Linked DNA regions of Oryzias latipes: region 2 is linked to region 1. The links are chromatin contacts, called in public Hi-C maps. All regions are on one chromosome and are shown on one strand. The core of a region is the stretch at or near the end of the contact, and the rest is flanking DNA. Distances in the headings are between cores, read along the strand shown. Region 1 has its middle 35 kb from the start of cck. Region 2 holds the start of cck (cholecystokinin).

What was found. Hi-C and Micro-C count contacts between places; a contact is called where the count stands out from the background.
Region 2: a contact with region 1 is called in a Hi-C map of embryo, with 1.9 times the contacts expected there. The contact joins the promoter of cck here to the enhancer-like site in region 1. A contact is called at or near these places in 4 of 5 Hi-C or Micro-C datasets (embryo and gastrula embryo).

What each region holds. Positions count from the first base shown.
Region 1 is chr11:14,227,403-14,234,144 of ASM223467v1, reverse strand. No RefSeq gene overlaps it. Among protein-coding and RNA genes, the nearest start is that of cck, 35 kb to the left of the region's middle. Within about 2 kb of position 2,969, at least 3 of the 8 cell types and tissues checked have an H3K27ac peak or open chromatin away from gene starts, as enhancers often do. A contact at or near this core is called in embryo, where this site is marked.
Region 2 is chr11:14,261,626-14,268,367 of ASM223467v1, reverse strand. cck (cholecystokinin) reads right to left here and starts at 3,029. Exons shown (of 4, transcript XM_004073873.4): 1 at 2,894-3,029; 2 at 2,450-2,570; 3 at 2,212-2,370; 4 at 459-918. The coding sequence starts at 2,570. The coding sequence ends at 782.

The DNA.
Region 1 (6,742 bases), core at 1,720-4,219:
ATTCCATTCCTTCGATTTTTCTATTAGCATTACAATATATTGGTCTGAAACTGGCAGGAAAAAACACAAAACCAAGTTAGACGTATTTTAAGAAGCTTTTTCCTGTGAAAAATCAAATACCAGACAATGACAGACTTTCTAAACAGATGTATGCTTCACTTCAGGTCATTAAAAATTACATTTACTTAAATTAACTGTAGATACTGTAGCCTTACAACCACACTGTCTTCTTTCTACTTGTGTACGTTTATGTAGAAAATTCAGTAGTTTTATTACAATTGCGAGATTTATTAGTGACATTTTTGTGGTTACATTTACAAGGGTTCAATCATTGGCACAAGAATGGTATTGGCATAGTGTAAAGGTTACAGGTCCACTCATATCCGAGTAATATTTGGGATGACCACTTTTTACTTTGAAGTAGTTTCACTGAAGGGAAACTTTACTTGAGTAAAACCTTTGTTTTCACTCTCCTCAGAAATATTCAGAGATGAAACCCAGTCAACCAATAAAACCCAAAATCTCAATTTTTATCCCAAACCTGTCAAAACAGTCCTCACCAAACCACAGTTTTTACAATGAAATTGAGACAAAACCAAACCTCACACTCCTTAAAGTTGTTTGAGATTTTTTGCTTTTGTGGTTTGCATTTATTTGATGAAGTTCGTTCAAATATTTGCTCTCCTGTGGGGGGTTTTCTGCAGACATGCATCAAAGAAGTCACATTTCCAGACAGACTATATCCATGCTGACACTGCTGAGGACCCCGGCCGTCCTCATTTTGCTGGAAGGCTCCGTCAGACGGACGGATGGGTAATTTGCTGCAGCGAACACAGCGCCCAGAACGGAGCGGAGGTCAATGAGCTCTTATAAGCTTCTATCTTGCATCTGTCACTTCCAATGGTTATCAGTCCACTGTCTGCTTTCAGAGGCCGGGTGTGTGTGAGCTCAAGTGTGTGTTTGATGAGGCTTCACGGTGCAGAACGACCGAGAAGTTCTCAACCAAAACAAAACTTCAGGTTAAGAAGCCACGCTCCTTTTTTTACCATTCGTTCCTATTTGATCCCATTCTGCCTGACGAGGCTGCTGCAGTTGGGTTGCCATGACTCCGAGCCCAAAAGGAGTAAGACGAGGATGATTCAGTTTATCTGCAGAAGAAATTATTAGGACGACGATGGGTAATGTCGTGTCCCACGGCTGCTGCGTTAACATCATTTCATCTTCTAAAGATGGTCTGATCCAAAAATTAAAAAAAAGGTTATTATCTCCTGCTGCAGGCAGGCCAAAGGACGACCCAACCTTCCCCACCTGAAGGAACGTTTGAGGTCTGATTTAGCAGTCTGACTAGTTCTCTTAATTACAGAAAATACGCACCAGACTAACACATATTTTTCAACAACAATCCAGGTGGATCCTGCTGTTTTGCCCCAATACAGTAGGTGGCAGGATGCCTTTTATTTTTTTATTTTTAATTTACTAATGAGCTTGCAGAAAAAGTACTACAGACTTTTGGGAGAAATGGTGGATGGTGGACGAGAAATTAAATAGTTTACAAATTAACTGAAACTAACTGAAAACTTAAAACTTGAAGTTAAGGATCCCTTTCTTTTTTTTTTATAAATAAAAAGAAACTCAAGATCAGGAAAAGTGGTTGTTGGAGAAGCTTCAAGAGATCAGAAGTCATGCAGAAACTGAGAATATAAAAAAAAAAAGTCAGAATTAAAAAGAGAATCACGAAACACTAAAACAGGACTTTTGATCATCGACTGTATAAGAGAACTGGACAGAGTTAGCGTGACGTCATCCGTGGAAAAGGGTTTACTATCGGCTCCAACCAGACTGAAGCATTTTTTGGTGATTTGGACGGCGCCATTTGTTGGAACCATACAACATAAGTAAGCAGTGTTTGGTCCAAGTGTGTCTGAGTCAATATTTTTATGGCAACCACTCTCACCAATCAGGAGTGAACTTATTGGAAGTCCACCCTCCTACCACTTGGAAGCGGAAGAATCTGTCAATCAAATATTTAGAACTTTGGATGTTGGGGCCAGCAGGAACCACATACAAAGTAGTGCGTTAAGTCTTGTAATTCACACTTTGCACCATTATCCCTAACTTTATCCACACCCAGCAGCCAATCAAATTGGGTATTCACCTGGACTGTGGTATGAAGATATATCTATATCATACATGACACATTGAATCCATTAAACCTTAAGTTAATCAAAAAGAATTTAATTAATTGCTAAACAGGGAGGTGGACTGATATAAACCCCCCACCCCACCCTAACTGTATTTATGTTGTCTGTTCCAATGAAAGAAAATGCTAAATGTAACTTGATGTTTTAACAAATATGGGACATTTTCCAGAATTGGCTTTGGTCTTTAGGAAAGGAGATCAGAGCAGATGAACGGGAAAATGAAGGCGGCATGGAAGCTCACCTTCTCTGCTTGTATCAGCCGTGTGGCCCAGCAGCACCAGAGGAGACAAACAACAGTTTGTGAGAGGCATAAGGAGGACTTTAACACCTCGCTTTCAGCTTCCTGCTGAGCCGAATCTGTCTGAACGTTTCTGTCTCTGACTCTGTTTGTGGCGCCGCAAGCAAAAGAACGATGGCCTGCCTCCAACACACCAGCAGTTCATCACCTTCTAGATTCAGACAAATGCAGAGTGGGTTTTCTGAGCCTTTTGCTGGTTTTCTGTGCAAAAATGTTCTCGTCTTCTGATTGGGTTGATCCCCTCCCCCCCTTTTTTGGGCATCTTTGTGTCTGTGGAGAGCTTATAGAGAGACTTTGAAGAATGTAAAATCCAACACAAAATCAATGTCTGCCTCTGTGCTTCCTGCTGTGGCCCCGACTCCGCTCCTTCTCCCCACACCCACCGGAGAAATGTCTCTCGCTTCACAACTGAGCTCAAATTGGATTTGAAGGCATCTTCAGGGTCGGAGGTCACATCTCCCAGACTACGTCACGACCTCCGTCACTCCCACGTCAGCTGGGATCTGTGAGGGAGGGCTCAGTCCCATCCACCCACATCACAGAGCCTCATTTGGGAGCTGGAGATCCTGACACTGTTGACTGTGTTCAAATGAATCTCTGTCACAGACGTAACGCCGTTGTTCACGCCATCGTTTGTTCCAAAGATCCAACACGATGTAAAAAAGTTCACAAACGTTGTTTCCATCCTGATCCAGAAAAGATAGTGAAGAAGCAACATCATGGTTTGATCCATGAAAGGGAAGGAGGAACTTCTGAAAAAACTTTTCATCTGCTTTTGTTCTCAGATCAGGAAACAAAGTTTCCCCGTCTGCACCAGAGGAAGCCTCGTCCTTTTCACACTCAAATTCATCCTCACTGGAAGATTTGATTCATTCAACATTCAGTCATTTATAGAACACTTTGATGCAGATCTGAGCCGTTTCGGTGCTGTTGCTTTAAAGGTGGAGCTTTTATTGTGAAAGATTTAGCCTTAATCCTTAAACCTGAAGTTAACTGTCGTGTCATCTTAACACGAACAAGTTAGAGTTAAATCCAGATGATCTTTTCAAAACGTTTTCATCTGAATTTCAAGTAAACTAAAGCAGTTTTTCTTTTCTTCTCTCACAACCATACTGAACGTTTCTTTGGTTTAATGTTTCAGCAATAAACATGTTTTTTAATTTCCAGTAATTCTGCTCTCAGTCATTTTTCAGTCGTGAATGAATATATTTTATTTGAGATGTGTTTTTTCCTGCATGGATCATCTCCGCCATCTTGGTTTCTAATGAAAATGAATCCTGAACTGGGATGGGTTGCTCCCCCCACCTCAAAAATGATTTTTTTTTTTAAATCACAGTTAGGCGGGACAAAAAAGAAATTGTAACGCTCAAAAATCCCAAACCCTCAATTTGAGCAAATTAGAGCTTTAAAAGTTAAAATGACTACCCCCCCCCCCCCCCCCCATGAGAGATAACAAGCGTAACAGAAACAAACAATATATAGACATAATAAAAATATATGCATCATATCTATACATATAAATGTAACACATTTATAAATGTAATATGTCAGAAATGTACACAAAAATATAGAAAGGACTGGATAATAAGGCACACCATGCTTGGTTCCACCTGGTTTGTGTCTAAATTGGTAAGAGAAGGTTCATTTGAAACTCAAAAAAGCTGCAATTTTCTAATCCTTAATTCTAAGATGATACAGCTATAAAAAAGTGTTGCTACACCTTTTTTTTTCTGTGATTTTCTATTATTTCAGTGAAATGAATAATGGTCTTGTTAAGAAACACATGTGAAAAGGATGAGAGTGAAAAAAAATCACTGGTAAAATTTGAAACCAGCTCATTTTGGGCCTTTTGGGCTTCCATAGCCTCAGTGTCCGCTCCCATTATAAAGGCTGAAAACGTGCTGTGGTGAATCTGCTGCTGTTCCTAGCAGAACAAAGAGAACCAGCCTGGATCTCTGAGCTCTCGGGTGCCTTCACAGTCTGCTGCAGCTAATTGGCTCCTCTGAGAACCACCTCATCCACAAATGCAGAGACCTGCATGTAGACACGCACGCCAGCAGCAAAAGGTCCTCCCAGCCATCTGCTGGGGCCTCCTTCACCAGCTCTGCGCTCTGGATTGGAGGTGCCGCCGGCCTGCTGGTGTGTTTGATCAGCCAGGCGCTTCCTGTCGCCATTGCTTTGAAGAAGCTTTCATGGCTCAGTTGTGACTTTAGGACACTTCTCTGGTGGTTTCAAGGAGAATTTAGTTCATTTCACAGCCAGAGATCTCTGTCTCATTTATGCTTCATGGTACAATGCATTGTAATCCAGCCCCTCCTCTGTAATCTGATTACTTCAATATTCTGCATAAATACTGAATGTGAGACTGGAAGTCTCTATTAGGGAGTAAAGTTCAGTGTAATACTGCTGACATCTAGCGGTCGAGGAGTGAAACTGCAACATTCCAAATGCATTCCAACAAGGAATGCATGTAAAAATGACTATTATAAATAAATTTCAGCCTCAAATACACATGCAGATCTCTCCCTCCTATCATATTTTCTATATACCATACTTTCAAGACCATAAGGCGTACTAAAGTCCTACATTTTCTCCCAAATGTACGGTGCGCCCTATGGTGCGGCCCAAAGGGGTTGTTGTTTGACTTCTGTATAGAGGACGTAGGAGAGGACAGCATGAGAACGGTGAGGAGGGGAATTGACGACGTGAAAGAAGACACCCCGAATAGTACAAAGGTGCAGGTATGAGCATGATGCAGAACAACACCGTTTTGGAAACACTGAGAATTCTGCAAAGAGACTGCTTATGAAGCTCAGTTTCAAATGCAAGTTATCAGCTACGCGGAGGAACATGGGAATCGAGCAGCTGCGAAAGAATTCAAGGTGAATGAATCCATGATTTGCAAGTGGAGGAACTAAGCTGGAAAACAAACTCTGACAGTTAAGAGATGCAGCTGAGTTTCCACGGAAACAAGGCAAGGTTGACTTAGTTGGAAGACCTGAAACTGGCCGGCGGATTACAACGAAAAGCTGTCCATCTTCCGCTCCTCATACTGGGAGGCAGCGCCAGGCGAGTTACGCCACAGTTTTCTGAATGGAATGATACTTGGGCTGACGTGTCTTTCTTTCTGTTCTTGGATCTTTCCCAACAGGCGGCATCATTTATGAGGAGGCGCACGGCAACTAGACGGACTCTGACGATGACCAAAGGGAAGCCGGCGTGTTTGATAGAAATGTAGCCCAGCTGTTCATTCCAGATGCAGAAGATGACGACTTTAATGGAGTTCAGGATGCTGATTGATGACTGAAAAAAAAAAACACAACCAACTCAGTTTTGCTTCCTCTGCCTTTTTAAAACACGTGCATGTTTTACCGGTATGTGTTAACGTAAAACACCCATAACTGAAACTGCACCCTTTATTACATCCAGGGCTGTTGTATTGTAAGGAGAGGAGTGTGTTTCTGGGAATAATATGGCTTTAATTGTGTGTTTGTTTGTGTGTGTATGTATTGGCAGGACAGTGCGTGGTGTGGCTGTTTGACTATCACAGTTAAAAATTTCGGCTCTTTGTGTCAAACCTGTCGGCCCCCCTGAGCTAGAGGGAAAGAAGCGCTAAGGTTGTACTTCCTGTTCTGTCCACTAGGGAGAGCTGCGAACAAAGCTGCGGCAAAACTGGATTTTTTTTCTCTGTAAACAAACCAACAAAACAAAGTAAAAAATATGCAATTCTTAGAATTTGTTATATTTTTTTGTTTTTACCTATTTCCGGGGATTTTACAGCAGAAACAAAAAGCTTTAATCCACCAAAACAAATACCATACAGTCTGCAAACAGATCATGTAATTTAGATCATAGTTTGTATATTTTATGAGGAAAAAAAAAGGTTTGGGTGTTTTCAGCTCAAACTGCTTCATTTTTATGTTTGACAACGATTAAACAAATAATTATTTCAATTCCTTTCTTTACTTTATGCAAAACAAATTAGCACAGGACTACATAATATATTATAAATTTTCACATATGACTACTAAACAAAAGAAAAAAAAAATCTTTGAGAACAGTCTGAAAATTAAACCGTTTTTCTCTCCATAAAAACCAAATCAGGAAAAGCCCAAACCTAAGAAACAGAGAAACGTAATAAAGAGCTGCTTCCAGAAATGTTTTAAAATCAGGAAAATGAAAAAACTAATGAACGATGAAGATAAAAAATATACAACACAACAAAATGAAAAAGTTCTGAATC
Region 2 (6,742 bases), core at 1,780-4,279, 34 kb before region 1:
GGAACAAAAATCCTAGTTTTCATTAAGAATTATTTATTTTGAACACATAGCAGAACTAAATTGCTTTTAAGCAAACTGTAAGACTCAGAAAGGACTGCAAACAGCTGCATGCAGGATTAAATGAGACATTTGAGGGGTTCTTCTACTTTTCTACACATTCCTACATGCATCAGATAGACATATTTCTATATTTCTAAAGCTTGACAAAAACTTTAGATGACTCCCCCTTAACTACTTTGCATCTTGTATACATTCTTGGAATGTAAACGTGTTGTACTCCCACCGTTTTTTGTGGGAAAATCTTTTTTTTTCCAGTAAAAAAGGTCAACCGAGTACTAAGGAATATAAAAACTAGTATTGATGAATGTGCAAAATTGTTGTTATTGATGTGATCATGAGGGGACCAGAGACCTCGGTGACTGTCTTTTAAATTCTAACAAACTACATAAAAACACGTATGAAAGCAGCGAAGCAGCTTTTGCTGTTTTATTCAATTCAGGTAATCTCACCACACATAAACCTTCTCCATCCCAAATGATTAAGAATCAAGAGAAACAACCCCCACACCCAACCCCAAAAACAAACAAACAAAAGAGAGCTTTCTGCAAAATTTGGCATACAGTAAGAATATTGCGTTATTACAGTTTTACAAACAAATTTACAACAATTACATCATAGACAGACCTTTATTTAAGACAGAGAGGAGCCAGCCAGCAGGGTTTTTTTCTGCCTTTTCTCATGCGCCTGCACGGAGGAAGGGGGCAGGAGCAGCAATGTCCCCTTATGAGGAGTACTCGTACTCTTCGGCGCTACGGCGACCAAAATCCATCCAGCCCAAGTAGTCCCTGTCTGCTATCCGGTGGTTGGCCCGCAGGACGCCTCCTCTGTTGTTTGCTGAGGAGTTTCTACGCACTGAACCTGGAGGGGGGGCACGGCAAGCAGGGGATGAGGGGAGAAAAGAAGGCCACACGTGAGCGTCATCAGTCTACATGCTCCAGGTTTGGAGGCAAAAGGGAGAAACGTGAGCTTTGAATGAGACTAAACACTCACAAAAAATCCTGTCAAATTCCTACATTTCAAAATAGTTTAGCTAACTTTATTAATCAAGAAGAAGTGTCATCATCAGTGTCTTTCACAAAACTCAACCAGTGGAGGCGACTTGTTTTGCTGTATTTTAATTGCCTGGTTCTGGTTTTTGCTTCATTAAATTTTCTTGACACTCACACATGTGCTCACAAACGCACACACAAATCCACCCAGGCCAAGCTCAGACTTGACCTAAAGACGAAGCAGCAGCAGCTCTGACACATTAGCCCCTCCAATTGCATGCATGTAATTGCATGTGCCCCCCCCTCCTCCTCCTTCACCAACCCCCACACCCATCCCTCTTCCTCCTTCTCATCTCCCTTTTTTTCCCTGGTCCTGATTTTTTTAATTCCAAGCAGAGCTCACGAGCAAAACTACACGCTCACAGAAACACACTTTCCCTCCACCCGCATCCTCCCCCGCAAAATGTGCACGCACACCGACACACCAGTGCGACTCCCTGGCACGCTGAGAGGATTGGCCGCAGAAGGCTTGACAACGACACCTCCCACACCAAAAACTTGCAAGTGAACAAACAGCGTGAACGCAGGCACAGACGCCCACAGAAGCACACCCAGGCACCCGATCCCTCCGGTAATAAATATTAATTTCAGCGTGCCCTTTGACTTTTTGTACATTTCTGTGTCCAAGTTTTTACTTTGTGTGAAGCAGAAACATTTCAGAGTTTGAGTGGGGATTTAGCAGATCTAATGGCCAGAATAAATCAGCCAGCTAAGGAAAGTTAAACTATGAAAATGGTAACATATAAGCTAAAAATAAATTAATTTTCATGCTAGATGTTTTGTTTTAAAATCAAATTCTGGAAGAAATCTTTTGAGTGGTGTCTGTGGGTTTAAAAAAGGGAGAATATTAGTTGTAAGATTTAGCATGAGATGATAAAAGATGCCAAGAGAAGATTAACCGGAAAGATGTACGCACTAATAAACGCTTTTTCAAACCACAAAAGCTTTTCAGTGCTACTAACTCGTTTTACAAAGCCGGCTTTGCACTAAGGAGGAGGAGTGGCAGGAAAAAGCACTCGCCTTTAAAATCCTTTACAGTTTTATCATTCTTTGCAGTTGCACAACAAAGAGTCTGCTCAAAGTTGCACACGTCCTAACACACCTTTCCTGGTGGAGATGAGTCTTGCCAGCAGCTCACTGAGGTTTGCCCGTGAATCTCCATCCTCCTCAGCCCCGGGAAGGTCTTTCAGCTGCGTGGTGGAACGGCTATGTCGGACGTGGGCGCCATCCAAACTTTTGGTGTCGGCCTCAGGAAGAGCAACTTAAAGTGCACACAAGATAAAATCAGGTGTGAAATCGTGACACAAAGGAAAGCTGTTTGTTCTGCATGAGAGTCGCACCTTCAGAAGGAGCTGAGAGGGAGTGCTGGCCCTCATCTGAGGGTGCTGAGGAGACGGGGAGCCCCAAGCAGCTTGTGCACAAAACTGCCAGCACCACACACACTCCCAGGCCAGCGGTCATCTGAAACACAGACAGAAGACGGAGCGTTTCAGATGATGTCCTCCACTCTGGTTCAACCTGCTCTGCCGTCCAGAGCTCCAGCTTCAGTCATGTGAGGAGCTGCTCGTCCTGATGGTCATTCCATCAGGTCAAACTGACCTGATCCTCAATGTTAAGAAAGCATTTTTCATGTCAGGTTTGCTTTTAGAAATATATGATAAAACCTCCAATTTTCATTCAAAAGAACATAAGAAAGTGTCAAAATATTAACAAATTCAATCCTTTCAGGAAATCCTCTAATGTCAGTATGTCATCCATCAGTTTAGAAAAAGAGTCTTCCTTACCTTGAGGAGAGAAGTTGAGCGTGTGAGCAGAGTATGAGAGTGAGGAGAGCAGTTCTCCGAAGAGCGGGAAGGAAGCCTCTTTTATACTCCCCGCTCAGCTCCGTCTCAGTGTGTGTTTATGTGTGCGCCTCCATGTGCATTCTGTGTAGTCCATCGAGTGTTTGCTAACGTAACACCACCACATTTGTTACAGCAGCAATCAAACAGCATCACCCTTTCGATTTTATTATCTGTTTGTTTGTCGTTTGATTCCACATCAGGAGCTGCCTGTTCATACCTCACCTGCTGTATGAGTGGTGAAACATGGACCTAAAGCTGGAGGATGGCCAAAAGTTGGGCTCTATAAGTGCAGCTTTGGTTCTAAAGGAAGTTATTTTTGATCTGGGGTGCTTGTTGATGAACCCGAATGGATGTGTGTGTGCAGTGACGGTGGGGGTCAGGCTTGTGTAGGTGTGAGTATGTGTGCACACCCACACAGGCATGATGCTGAAAAAGTAGGCGGAAGCACAAATGAAAATCTTCAGTTTTTCGACTGAGCTTGAAGTGAGACATCTGCACGATCCACCCACCGTCTCACACCCCAGTCTCACTCTCCAACGGCACAAGATTAGACCCAGCAACCGGGCTCCAGGAGATCAGAAAAGTCAAAATTGCTATTGATCACCTCATTTTATTAATGAGGGGGACCAGTCTGTCAGTGGGGAGCTGTTTCTAAAATTTTTAATTAAAAAAAATCAGGTCCAGAGAGTGTTTAAACAAAGGCAGATATTAAAACTACTTGAATGAAATTATTTATCTAAACAAAACAATCACACTAACATTTATGGTCTAATTATCCTAAGTTTGATTCGTCATTGTATAAATGGATAACTGATGATTGTTTTGTGTGGTATTCTTATTTGATTGCTTGAAATAAACCATTTCAAATCAAATCAAATCAAAAGGTAAATGATGAATTCATTTCCAAGCAATAAATAAAACCATAGAAAGAAAAAAGTGCAGACTTTTTTGAAAGCCCATATGGGCCGGCCCACACAATACAGGGGCGTAGCAAACAATCTGAGGCTCTCAAGATTTCATTTAACCCTTGTGCTATCTTAGATGACCCCACCCTTGCATTGTAGTGTTCCTCCTACCATGACAAAGGTGGATAAAGGTGGAAAGATTTCATGTAATCCATGGACACCAGTGAAGATCACAAATCATTGAAGAAAAAAGGTTCAGAGCACTGTCTAGTGGGTCTAGATGACCCGACTCCCAATGTTAAAGTGCCTAGGATAGCACAAGGGTAACAAACGATTCTCGACTCAGCGACTAACGACAGGATCAAAGATGCTCCAGTTGTGTTTTTGACAGTTCGTCTTCATGCAGCTTCACTGAAGTTAGTGGGTTTGACTGATGACTTGAGGTCATCTGCCCTGTTTGAGTCCAACTGTTTCAGCTTTCTGTTTCCATGCTGTGCAGAATGAAAACCTGTACTGAAGTTGACAAAAAAGGAAAAAATGTAAGATGAAAGTACACCAAGCAGAAGACTGGTTCATCTAGAAAGCAGTGTGAATGCTTTCTAGAGGAACCAGCAGGACTTGACTCTAAAGGTGCCAAACAAAACAATGAAAACCAAGAAACCTGGCAGGTTGTTATGTAACAGTCAGATCTTTAAAGACCCACTTCAATTATCTTTTTATCTATTTTCAAACATTCCCAGTGGACTTTTTGTGAGGAAACTGGTGATTCTAAACAGGACTGTAGATAAAAAAGGTTAGGTTCGTACCCATCAGTTTCCTGCACACAGAAACGAATGAATAATGACTCAGAGACAGGTACTTATATTTTGTGGAAGTTTTACTTCGTACAAACATGAAGGGGACAGACAGATGAACATGGTGCATTCAAAGTCTGAACACCGAAGGCAGGGAGATGGGCTTGGTATAAGAACCCTGCATTTGCATATTCAGAAGATCATACACTGGACAATGGTGTGAAAATCACACCCGCATGTTGTTACTGGAGAGGCGCTCCAAGGTCGCAATGGAGTTATCTCTGAGGCATCACACACAAAAAAAAGGGAGTATGAGAAGAAACTGTGAGAAAAATAGCTGGGCTGTGCTGTCTTCAAATGTAATATAATTGTGAGGCGATAATACATGCTTAATGAATTAAGTTTAAACCATTAGTCTAATAAAAAAGTTAAAGGCATTTTCTAACTATTCTTAACACTTTTAATTCTGATTATGCAGATTTATGTCGAACAAAAATAAAAATAACCTGTATTGTTTTCTTGGGCATAGTTTCTGCAGAGCAGCAGGAGTTCTTTAGATATTTACCCTTTAAATTATGGGATGGAGCAATCCATTGAACTTTATACAGTATGATAAAAACTGTATAAAGCTAAAATAACCTCAATGTGCAAACATGTATATATGTATATATATATATATATATATATATATATATATATATATATATATATTTCCTAAACGATGTCAGAAAGCTTCGGTTTCTAAATCTGGATAGAACGGCATCCCAGGTTTACAGGTGTTTTCTCAGAGGGTGGATGGCTTCTCCCTTCCAGGCAGGCAAAGCAGCTGCTGTGAGACAGTCTGTGTGCTTCTCAGAAATCCCAGAGAGTTTTGTTAACCACCTATGATGCTCTGTGGTAAAACTGTTCTCCTTCACTGGCACGTTTTCTGCAGGCTCTTCAAAAGGCCACAAGAGTAGGAGGTGAGGCCGCAGCCAGGCCAATGTATCAACTCCTTGTTGTGGGAGGAGGGTATGGGTCTGTCTAATGGACAGACTGCATGAATGTGCTGACAGAGTTTCACATGTGGACTGCCGGTTGTTCGGAGCCAGGATCTGAGCTTTGCTTCTCTGTCAGTCTGAATTCCTGCTGCAAACATTGAGCTGCTCTCAACGCGTCCAGACGCCAACAGTCCATCCTCTGCAGCGATCAACTGTGTGAAAAAAAAAAAGACGCTATATAAATAGACGTGAGAGACACTGAATGTTTGCAGCAGCTTAAGCATGCAGTCAGCAAACATGGTAAATTATTTATCCTCCTTTTAATACCATCATCAAACATGGGTCTCAGACATGCCTCCGAGGACGGACATTTTGATGTTTCTTCTCAGATCAATCATTATTTCTAGTCCACAGAATCACTGCAGGTTTTAGACCCGGGTAAGCTGTCGACGTGAAACCGCTTTTTATTCAGGTGCACTTAACTACGCAGAGGTTTTCTAATAATAAATATTTGGCAGAAAACATGGGGACTCACAAAAAAGACTGAAATCTGAGAGGTAAAAAAGAAAACTAGAAGACAAAAACGGAAATATTTCCATATTTCATTGCGTCTGAAGTCAATGCTCCTTCTGAAGTGTTTCAATCTTGACTAACAGAACACAATATCAGCACTTCAAATTTTGCGGTACATCGAGTCCTTGTATTTTTTCAAGCAAAAACCTTTTTTCTATTCACAAGAAAAACTCTAGTTTAGTTCAGTTTGTCAGTTTGTTTTAGACAGAAGTTTAACAAATCTTTATTTCTCCAAATTGTTGGATTTATGATGGACTCATTTTAGTATTTCTAATGCGATCCTCCATCCTGATATGGATCCCAAACATCTTTCAATTTTGCATCCTAAGAACCTAAAACATGAAGCAAAGGTTATTAAAACACTAATTTTCCTTTGTGTCTCTGCCAGCGGTGAAGAATTCATTTCCACACATGAAGCCTTTCCATTTCTCCTGCAGGCTGCAGGCGACGGCTCCTGTCGCGCGAATGAATCTCCCAGGAGATCGGACCCCGGTGCGGACAGGACAGGAAGACCTATTACATCGTGTGCTTCCCATC